Linked DNA regions of Rattus norvegicus: region 1 is linked to region 2. Evidence: chromatin contacts called from public Hi-C data. All regions are on one chromosome and are shown on one strand. Each heading gives the region's core, a stretch centred on a gene start, on an enhancer-like site or on the middle of the called end of the contact. The rest is flanking DNA. Distances are from core to core; before and after follow the strand shown. Region 1 has its middle 97 kb from the start of Pcdh18. Region 2 holds the start of Pcdh18 (protocadherin 18).

What was found. Hi-C and Micro-C count contacts between places; a contact is called where the count stands out from the background.
Region 1: a contact with region 2 is called in a Hi-C map of liver, with 2.6 times the contacts expected there. The contact joins the enhancer-like site here to the promoter of Pcdh18 in region 2. A contact is called at or near these places in 4 of 12 Hi-C or Micro-C datasets (Schwann cells, frontal cortex, kidney and 1 more).

What each region holds. Positions count from the first base shown.
Region 1 is chr2:136,090,880-136,096,689 of GRCr8, reverse strand. No RefSeq gene overlaps it. Among named protein-coding and RNA genes, the nearest start is that of Pcdh18, 97 kb to the right of the region's middle. Within about 2 kb of position 3,584, at least 39 of the 93 cell types and tissues checked have an H3K27ac peak or open chromatin away from gene starts, as enhancers often do.
Region 2 is chr2:135,994,301-136,000,099 of GRCr8, reverse strand. Pcdh18 (protocadherin 18) reads left to right here and starts at 3,274. Exons shown (of 4, transcript NM_001100524.2): 1 at 3,274-5,799. The coding sequence starts at 3,696.

The DNA of each region.
Region 1 (5,810 bases), core at 2,335-4,834, 96 kb before region 2:
TATTATGTAACTTTAAAGTATACTATTGCTTTAAAAGAGTATGATGTCATATACATAGTCTTGATTTGGGCTTCAACAAGTGAGATGATATCACTCTGGGCTTTAATGTTAGTTTTGGGTCTGAGTTAATAAAGAAAAAGGAATCAAAGTAAGTACTTCATGCAAGCTTATGTGTTCTTAGTATACCTGTTTGCATGCCAGTGCATATGTGTATATTACTGCACCTACGTGTGTATTAGTGCATGTGTGTAGGCAGGTGCACATTGTACATGATAGTGGTTATGTGCTTTAGTGTACATGTGTGTCCAGGTATACACGGTAGTATGTTTACCACAGGCTAACTTGAGCTACCATGCTTCAGTCTCCACGTTTGTGTTTTGAGGCAGGGTCTTTCTCTGTTTTATATTGTCTGGTTAGGGGCACCTGGGGACCCTCCTGTGTCGGGTTGTCCAGCCAGCCCTAGTTTTACAAGAGCCAGCCTCCACACCTAGATTGTTTCCTTTCTTATCATAGGTTCTGGGCCTTGAGCTCAGGTCCTTCTACTTGTAAGTCAACCATATTGCATACCATTTTCTCAGGACGGAACCAACCCACTTCTAGCAGGGAATTTTGAAGTGTTACTCTGCTTCACTAATTGGATTCCTGAGAAAAGAAACACTGAATCAAATCACATGCCACTATAACTCCCCGACTTCACCAGCAAAGAAAACACACCCAAGGAGACTGAGAATTTCTGAACACAGTATTTGCAATGCATGTCACGCAACCCAGATCTAAAGAGGTTTGCTTTTCAGTACTATTTTTTTTTTCAAAGAATCTCATAATGTCCTGTATAAAAATGTGAAGACTAGAAGATAAGATAAAAATCAAAATCAGTTGACCTAACCCTATTTTAATTAGCTCTTTTCTTCCAGGAATGAAGCTGCCTACAGAAATAGTAACGTTTTCATTAAAAGTTAGAGACCTCAAAATGAAACCATATGCCCAGTTGAAGTAAGCTAAGCCCTCAAGCTCCGGAAATACCAATTATCCCTGTTGCTGATTTTTATTTTCTTTTTTTGCTTTTAACTCCAAAAATTTAAACATAGTTCTACATTCTACATTGGCAAGTTCATGCAGTCCTCTACAATGTCACATATTTGTGTGTGTGTGACTTTTACCTTTCTTTTTTATGTTTGATGCTTCCTTAAAGAATTATAGATACTTTTCCTGAATGAAAAAAAACGTGACTTCAACTCACAGTTTAGTTTTTTATGTTCTTTTATTTATTTATTTATTTATTTATTTATTTATTTATTTATTTATTTATTTATTTTTAATGTACCTAAACTGAGTGTGAGCAGAATTAGAAACCTTTTCTGTTCCCTGTTTCCCTGTGTAGTATTATAGCTGCTCAAGGTTGGTTGTCAAGCTTCCGTTTTGTGTGCTTGTGTGTGTTAGTTTGTTGAGGGGTCCACACATTTGTGCAGGTACACAGGCATGTGTGTAGAGATCAGAGGTAAACCTCCACTGTGCTTCCTCAAAAATTATTGACCTTGTTTTTGAGGTAGGATCTCTTAGGGGCTGAAACTTTATGGTGAGGCTGGGAAACATGGTCAGTGAGTTCAGCAACTCTCTCCCCGGCACTGGGAATACACAGTCCTACCAGCCATGCTTCTGTTTACTTGGGTCCTGGGAATTGAATTCTTGTCCCATACGTACATGGCAAGTACTTTACTGATGGTATCATCACCCTAACTTCATCTCCTCTCCTATGAGTGTTTTGTGCACGGGAATGCCCTATGTCCTGATATCATTATTCCACAAGTTACATAATTATGAAGAAGGTCTAATGAAGAGATAATTAGAAATAGAAACACTCCACATGTTTGTTTCTCCGATGGGAGACTCCTCGGCTTCCATTCTGAATGGCTGCTGTAACTACACAGAGATTCACTGAGTTTGGTCTTTGAGCCTGGTTAATTTTAGTGTGCGATATTTTATATTTGCAACATTTTTTAAAGTAACATTTAAGGTAAAAAGATAGCTAGCTCTCATATTGGGTGATGACTTAAAATTTTCTTTAAGCTAAGATTTCTTGCCTCACATACTTCTCAGTTATAATATCTCTGTGCTTTTATTTTCGTTTTTTGCCCTCTGAACCATAGCTGTTTCTTTATTGACTTTTTTTTTTTTTTTTTGGTTAAAATGTGCAACAAGAAGCCATGTTGAGGTATAGATGCCTACCATGGGGAGGTATCTATAGACAAATAGGATTTGGAGTTGTGGTCTCTGATTGGCTAGTGAAGAGCCTGCCTTTATTTAGGGTTAACCGTTCCTTTTCCTTTACGTAAGTGGACAGGTCGCACGTAGCATTTTTCAGAATGTGAGGAGGTCAGAATCTCTTTAAACTTCTCTCTTGCCCGGTTGCTGATTCTTTTTTTTTTTTTTTTTTGGTATTTATTTGCCAAGTGTCTCAGTTGTTTTCCAAGAGGAGAAGTCAATCATTTTACAACTAAAAAGCAAGCAAAGCTAATTACAATCACTAACGTTTGAGTGGCAATGTACAATTTTCTATTTCCTTGAACAGTTGATATAATTCTTACTAATAAAACACGTGACATTGGTTTTTATTTCTCCTTGTAAGCTAATATGTACAAGTCACCTATTCAGTGTCTGACTGACTACTTTTGATTGGACTTCTGTGGCATTTTCTGCTTCTGAATTAGTGAGTTGATCCAATTCATTAGTACAGAGAAGTAATTCAATGTCTATATTATATAGTTACGAAGTAAATTCAGTTCCCATAATGAGTATGATTATCTTTAACGTGCTGGTTAATACCCAACTCCTTATGGATAGGAACATGGATGCAGAAGTTTGGCAATAAGAGTAAGAACTGACCCTATTCAAAATCCATTCCCAAAGTCGCATCCCACAGAAGCCAGCCTCTTGCGTCAATAGAAAAGCAAGACGAGTCTACAATGTGCAGGTCTCATCCAGTCAATGGTTCTTTTTGCAACAAGCCATGTCGTTTTCCTTAACTCCCTTGGGTAATTTATTTATTTGTTTATTTAGTATCTGGCAATGGTCATGTTCTAGATAAAAGAACATTAGTATAACTTGTTATTGCCAAGCATTCTTATAGTAAGGATTCAACAATCTTTTATTTCTATATATTGTACTCTCACGTTGGACAACTTTGGTGAGGAAGTGCATTTTTCAAAAATACAACGTCATAAGTGTTAAAACAAGGCAAAGCAACAGCTGGTAATGAGGAGAAGTGGGAACTCAGTAGATTCTGCCTGCCTCTGAAGAAACTGGCTTGTCTGTCAGATTTGCTTTAAAGATTAATGAAGGTTCTGGAGTTTACAGTTAACCCTTATTAGAACTCCAACTGGACAGAGCAGAGAAAGGACCAATTGCTGTCTCTGTGCCTGCTCTTCAGATATCTGTTTCACAAGACTGATTTCTATTCCCGAGTCTTATAAGGAAAAGGGAGAAAGAGACTTGCTACCCAGCAGCTCAGAGCCATATAACACAGAGTAGAGGCGGTAGGACAAAGCCTTTCCAATGGAGCAGAGGCCAAGCAAACAGATGTGGGGGCAGTGAATAGAAAAGGCTGAACGGTGGCTTTGTTTCTGGCTCTCTGTTGGTTCCTCGGAGAGTCCTCTATACAAGCCGTCCTGGCAGATGACGTGCCTTATAACTCATGGCAGTAGAAACAGAGGGAGCCTGCTACTTGCTAAACACAGGCACTCCGAGCCCTTGGATCTGTTTATTTTAATGAATGTTTATTTTAACGACTGCTTCGTGCATGAACAAACATTTATGGTAATTCTGAAAGGGAATTTATGAAGAGCATAACTGAAAAGCCAAGGTGATCTTGCTTTTTCATCTCCTGACAGATAGCTATCAGGCTCGAGGCTGCATGTACCAAGGAAAAATACCGCACATGACTTTTCAAAGCTCTTCCTCATTGACAGGCACTAAATGACGCTCAAAGTAAAAGATGGTGGGGAGGACTCCGTCCTGGTAAAAAAGTGTCTCTACTGAACCCCCAGTGAACTAGACTATGGGGGGAGGGCGGCAATGGGGGGAGGGTTGGGAGAGGAACACCCATAAGGAAGGGGAGGGGGGAGGGGGATGTTTGCCCGGAAACGGGGAAAGGGAATAACACTTGAAATGTATATAAGAAATACTCAAGTTAATAAAAAAAAAAGTGTCTCTAAAAGGATACATGTGGACAATGTGCTGAACTGACCACATAAGCTCCCTCCACTTTTTAAAGATTAGGAAGGGGAGATCCTGCACACACGGTCTACTTATGTCCATTGATTTATTTCATGAAGAAATATTATGGTTACCTTCTTGCAAAAGGTCACAGAAGTCAGATTTTGGAAGTCTGCCCAGGTTCCTTTAAACAATACCAGGGGTCTTGCCATTTCACGATCCAGCCATCCTCCTTGGGTGGGTGGATAGGTGGATGGGTGAGAGGCAGGGGCTGCCTGCTCTGCACTGCATTGTGTTCTTACCCTACATCAAATAGAATCAACATCATCTCCTAAGACCAGCAGTAGCCCACAGCAATAGAGCATGGAATGTTCCTCATAAATGTGTGCAGTCATATCTGCTTCTTCCCCTGCAGTGGTATTTTATATCAGATGGAAGAAAATAAATGAGTCTTCTAAAAACCAGTGAATTTACAGCTTGGATTTACGATTCTTCCATTGTGGTGTTAACTTCATTAATAACAAATGTGTGCCTGTTTTGCTGAAACTTTCCACTGAGACAAATTACCCCCGTATCCAGGTACAAGAGATGGGGCTGGGAAGGACCTTGAGAAGGGGGACAGGAATAGGCTGAGGGCTCTGACTGTGTCTTCTATTGTGTGTGGTGACTTCAGCATTTTAGAAAGCTACCTTCTCCCTCCAGGAGAGCCTGGGCATTCGCTCTCCTGGCATCTGCATAGTGCTCATTCTTGAGTTCCCTAGTCCTTGTTAAATTCACAAAAGGATTCCTTAAGGGGAGGGAGAAAGACACGGAATCTGTTCCTCGCGTTATGAAATTGCTCTTTCCATCCGAGTTTAAATCCTTGTGTAATACTTGAGGCACTGTTTGGAGATGCTCAGAAGTGGGTGAATTTGTGTGTTTCATCCCTTATTATGTTGTGCACACTTTTTTTACTAATAAGTTGATAAGGTTAAGTGTAGAAACATCTTTTTAATTACAACTGTAGAACGGAGAATGCAGGGAAACAGAGGAAGCATGGCGGCACTGACATCATCTGGGGGGCACTCCATCTTCTCTGCTTATGTGGAGGCAGCTCCTTCAACTTCCCCTTTAGTGTCCACTGACAGGCCCGGGGGCCTGCCTATACGTGACCGTGTCACATGCATTCATGGGCCACAGTGACACTACAGCCTCCTTTGTTCAGAGCCAGATAATTGCTCTCCAGCCCTCTCAGCTGCCATATGGTGCAGTGGAAACCAACTTACAAAGTCAGTCAGAGGGGGCAAAAGACTGACACAGGAAGGGGAGGAAGATCAAGAGACACCAGATGAGACCGATTTGTGTTCAGTGTGAATGCTGAGAGGAGGTGGGGGAGGGCTTTGGGGGAGGGAGGAGTTCTGGGAGGCTGAGAGAGAAAGGAGCGGGGAGGGATTCATGGAAAGCGGATGTTCCTGGAATCTGAAACTTCACAGAGAAGCCAGCCTGCTGCGTGCTAGTCCTATGAGAAGCAGACTCTGTTTATTGTCCTAATATGGCACTTAAAACAGAACACTTTGGGGGTGGGGTGATATCTGTTGGTTATTTCTGCAAGCTGTGGT
Region 2 (5,799 bases), core at 2,025-4,524:
GTGAATACTTATTACTCTAAAATTCTGACTGCTTTTAAATTGCCATATGCTGTTATGGAATATAGGTTAATGACTATGATGTTTACAAAATTCATGTCTGTATTTTGGAACTGCAGTCTTAACTTTACCTATCGGCAATAACAGACATTTTTCATTCAATATGAGACACTTGGGCTGTAGAGATGAGTCTTAACTTCCCTCACTTGTTAGGAGGGCGGAAAATATTAATGATTCAGGTGTAGAAAGATGACTTTTCATTTAAGAAAAAAGGAATCACAATAGATGGCACATGTGCATGTAAACACGTGTATACACATGCATGTGAATACCCACACACCACCACATGAACCTACAGACATGTAATCACATACAAATCCATTTCTCTATGCATATTGATGGATAAACAAGAGAGGAGGGGTGTGATGGAGAAAATATACCCGACAGACCAGACACAGTCAACTTCAAATCCAAAGGCACAGGGCCATTTTGTTCTCATATCTGAACTCACTTACATGGTCACAGTGTTCAAGCAATGAGAACGCTCCTCTTCCTAGTCAAAGGAGCTGCCATATCTAGGTGATGGATGTTTAGGAACATGCTGTTTGCTTTCTTCCATTGGTTGCCTAAGAAGTTCTTTGAGAAGGTCATCTGCTTGTTAACACATTTGTGAAAGCTTAAAGAAATAAGTTGTATCCGGTCATGGTCAAGGGACTGGGTAAACAAAGCTTACTCATCTTCCCCCTCAGGTGTAGTCTGTGAGATTTGGACTTGTTTGTTTGTTTTGTTTTTGTACTTTGTAGTTGTAAGAAATAATGAAATTTTGAACTGTTAGAATTAGTGAAACATTATACATAGATAGACAGACAGATAGATAGATAGATAGATAGATAGATAGATAGATATTAGAACAGCCCCTGAGTTATACCTTTTACTGAATTGAGATTTGCAACGCAGATGAAGCTGACTTTGAACTCAGAGTTTCACTTGCCTCCCAAGTATTAGTTTAAAGTATCATGCCCTTAGACCCTGGATTCTACCCCTAGTACCATAGGCGGGGGAAAAATGGATACATGATATGTAAACCACTCAGGAAGACATTAGCCTCTGAAAATGAAATTATATTTGGTTTCCATAGTGCTGTAAGTGTAAAAGCCATACTCCATGAGATGGTTCCATGATTGTTAGAGTCATAATCACAGAAACACATTCCGAATGGCTACATCTCACCTGTCAATTTATGATAAACACCTTGGGGTATGACACTGAAGTCATTTTCATAACATTTGTGATAAAGACTCGATAAAGCACTCTAAACAAACAGAAGACAGATCCTGTAAATGAAGGTGAGCAAGCCAAGGCATGAGTTCTAGCAGTATGCTCACCACATTCACAGAGCTAAGTCCTCAAACTCTTAGGTTTAGATGACTTTGGAATTCTCCCCCTAGTTCTCTAAAGCCTGAACTGATATAATTATTGGCTCAGATTGTTAGGGACATAGGCCAGATGGCTGTGACTTTCTTAAGTCCCAGTTGCTTGTGACAGTTTTCCGAGTTTGTCTATAGGGTTTGGGGATCAGCAGTTTGAAAGGGTGGCAAACTTGTAAAATGGCATTATTCATGGGGCACAGTGTTCATCAGCGTGACCTAGCACTAACCACATTCATTACAGACATTCCTATTCTGCACAATTTGACACACAGCACTGGTTTTGGGGTGTGTGGGGGAAGACAATGGCTCATAAAATGCTTTTGAATGCTTAAAATGAAGGAGAGTTTGTACTGGGACTCTTCTCTGATTTCTTCTTGGGGAAGAATCTTCCCGGTGACTGTGGCTGAGTTCTGCTGAGAGTAAGCAAAGCGGAAAAAATCAGAAAATTACTTTTTTTAAAATGTGTTTCTGGGGGCAAAATAGGAGAAAATAAATGGAAAATAAAGTTACAGGGAGATTTTGTGAAGCAGGGAATTTGCAAGTAGCTGAAGACAGCTGAGGAATAATGCAAAAGGTGGGGGGAGGGTAAGCAAGAATGGAGCCAGAGTGATAAACTTAAAAGGAGGCGCAGAGCAGAAAGAACATCATAAATAAGTGTATTTCCCAATGAGAATACCATATCAACCCCGTGACCTGGATACAGCACCATACTCCTGAGATATTTCAAGCACTCTGATGCACACGAAATGCAATTTTCAGCTCAGGCATTTTATTTCTCAGTGTAAACAACATTTGGGTTTTTAAAATACATATCTGGAAACTGTTTTCATAAATAATGTATGTATTATAAAAATTTGACTTGTAAACCATTGAGCCCATGTCCCCTCAGCACTCATTGTGAAAACTCACTCTGGATAGATAGTGCTCCATTGGAAGAATTCGCTAGGCGAATGCTATCAATTTTACCCAAGCTATCAATTTTGCCCAAGATAAATAGATTTTTTTTTAAGTGCAAGACAAATATCAGGAAAGATTTTTGCTCAAACTAAAGAAAGGGCTGAAATAAGGTAGTATTCCTTTGCTAATTAGTTCCAAACTCTGAGGTGTTCCTTTAAATCTTGCTAATTAAGAGAAATCAGGAGTGCGAGATAGGCCCCTTTCTTATCTTCAAAGAGAAAAAAGATGAAAGAAAGAAGAAAATGAAACCTCTCCACTTGGGCTGTTCTTTAAAACAGAGCTCCAAGAAAATCGGCTTGTGTGCTCCTTGGAGGAGAAAAGACCCGCCGAGGGGGAGGGGAAGGTGCATAATTAGAAGCAAGTTTCCCCATTTTATTAAATTCCTCCACCGACAAAATTCACTTGGAGGTATTTTAAGTGAAACCAGCAGTTAAGGAACCCTGAAAAAAAAGCAAGATGATTACATGTTTGTGGCAGAAGAAAAGGGCAATTAAGAAAACAAGAACTATTTAATGTGCCATATAAATACAGGCGACCAGAAGTTGATTTAAAGTTTTTTCTTCCTTTCTTTTTCCTTTCCCTCCCAGTCTCCCCACCCCCATTCCCCTCTCCTGCTGTAATTTGTCTCCCCTTTGTCGCGGCACGCTTGGAGAAAGTGGATGGAGATGGAGGAGGGGCGGGGAGGACTGAACCCCACCCCCCAGCCGCGCTCCCGCGCCCCTAGCGGGTCCCCAGCCCGCGCCCGCCACCCTCCCGCTCCCACCCTCCACGCGCGCCCTCCCTCGCTCCGGTGACTCCAGCAGCTTCGGATTTGGAAGCTCGCTGATTGGCTGGAAGCGATTCAACACACGCCAGGCAAAGAGCTTTGTCTGAGTTGAAGTGAAGTTGTAGAGATTTTCAGACTGGAGTCAGCAATCACGGGTGTTTAGTCTGCAGCGGAGCAGAGAAAAGGAAAGGGGGAAAAAAAATCAAGAATCGCCCGGGAAAGACACACTGCAGACTCCTCCGGCACCCTGCAATAGATGGGGACGGAGTCCACGCAGGGAGGCAGGCCGAGGTGACACGCTGCTCCCAGCCAGGAGGACCGGCAGCCACCCGGACTAGGAGGGGACTTCAGGCTCCTGTCTGGAAGACGCCAAACGGTGTGTATGAAAACTGAAGTTTGCGAGCTGTTAATTGCTGTGTGATTAAGAGTCGCTTTCAAGACTCAGAGACCCGATGTGGCTGAGAGCTCTGAGTGGCGGGGAGGAAGTTGAAGGGATTGCTGGGCTCTTCTAACTGTCCCTGAGAAGGGAATCTAGCAACTGACCAATGCACCAAATAAATACTAAAATGCACTTTAGATTCGCACTTTCACTTCTGATGGCGTTTTTCAGCCACGATGTCCTGGGTAAGAATCTGAAATACAGGATTTATGAGGAGCAGAGGGTCGGATCGGTAATTGCTAGACTATCAGAAGATGTGGCTGATGTTTTACTGAAGCTACCAAATCCTTCTGCCATTCGTTTTCGAGCCATGCCACGGGGGAATTCTCCTCTCCTGGTCGTAAATGAGAATACCGGAGAAATCAGCATAGGGGCTAAAATCGACCGCGAGCAACTATGCCAAAAGAACTTGAACTGTTCGATAGAGTTTGATGTGCTCACTCTGCCGACCGAGCATCTGCAGCTGTTCCATATTGAAGTGGACGTGTTGGACATTAATGACAATTCCCCTCAATTCTCGAGACCCGTCATTCCCATTGAGATATCGGAGAGCGCAGCAGTTGGGACTCGCATCCCTCTGGACAGTGCGTTCGACCCCGATGTTGGGGAAAATTCCCTCCACACCTACTCGCTCTCTGCTAATGATTATTTTAATATCGAAGTGCGGACCAGGACGGACGGGGCCAAGTATGCTGAACTCATAGTGGTGAAAGAGTTGGATCGGGAGCTGAAGGCTAGCTATGAGCTGCAGCTCACGGCCTCTGACATGGGAGTGCCTCAGAGGTCTGGGTCCTCCATCCTGAAAATAAGCATTTCGGATTCCAACGACAACAGCCCGGCCTTTGAGCAGCCCTCTTACACAATACAACTCTTAGAAAACTCCCCAGTTGGAACCTTGCTCCTCGATCTAAATGCCACTGATCCTGATGAGGGCGTTAATGGGAGAATTGTATATTCTTTCAGCAGCCATGTGTCTCCCAAAATTATAGAGACTTTTAGGATCGACTCAGAAAGAGGACACTTGACTCTTTTCAAGCCGGTGGATTATGAAATCACCAAGTCCTATGAGATAGATGTTCAAGCCCAAGATCTGGGTCCCAATTCCATTCCTGCTCATTGCAAAATTATAATTAAGGTCGTGGATGTCAATGACAATAAGCCTGAAATTAGCATAAACCTCATGTCCCCTGGAAAAGAAGAAGTGTCTTATGTTTTTGAAGGGGATCCCATTGATACATTTGTTGCTATCGTCAGGGTTCAAGACAAGGATTCTGGGCTGAATGGGGAAATAATCTGTAAGCTTCATGGGCATGGGCACTTTAAACTTCAGAAGACTTATGAAAACAACTACTTAATCTTGACCAATGCCACTCTGGATAGAGAAAAGAGATCTGAGTACAGTTTGACTGTGATTGCTGAGGACAAGGGAACACCCAACCTCTCTTCAGTGAGACATTTTACTGTTCAAGTCAATGACATAAATGACAATCCACCTCGCTTCCAGAGGAGCCAATATGAATTTGTCATCTCAGAGAATAATTCGCCAGGGGCGTACATCACCACAGTTACAGCCACCGATCCAGACCTGGGTGAAAATGGGCATGTGACATACACCATTTTGGAGAGTTTTGTCTTGGGAAGTTCCATTACCACGTATGTAACCATTGATCCATCCAATGGCGCCATCTATGCCCTCAGGATCTTTGATCATGAGGAAGTGAGTCAGATCACTTTTGTGGTGGAAGCAAGGGATGGAGGGAGTCAGAAGCAACTCTCAAGCAACACCACAGTTGTGCTGACCATCATTGACGAGAATGACAATGTCCCTGTGGTTGTAGGGCCTGCAATGCACAACAACACTGCAGACATCTCCATCCCCAAAGGAGTCGAAAGTGGTTTCCATGTCACAAGACTAAGGGTAGTGGACAGAGACTCTGGTGCAAATGCTGAATTCACCTGCTCCATAGTAGCTGGTAATGAGGAAAACATCTTTATCATAGATCCAAGGTCATGTGACATCCATACCAACGTCAGCATAGACTCCATTTCCTCCACCGAATGGGCACTTTCAGTTATCATCCAGGACAAGGGCAATCCTCCTCTGCACACCAAAGTCCTCCTGAGGTGCATGGTCTTTGACTATACAGAATCTGTGACAAGCACAGCCATGACTTCTGTCAGTCACGCATCCTTGGATGTGTCTATGATCA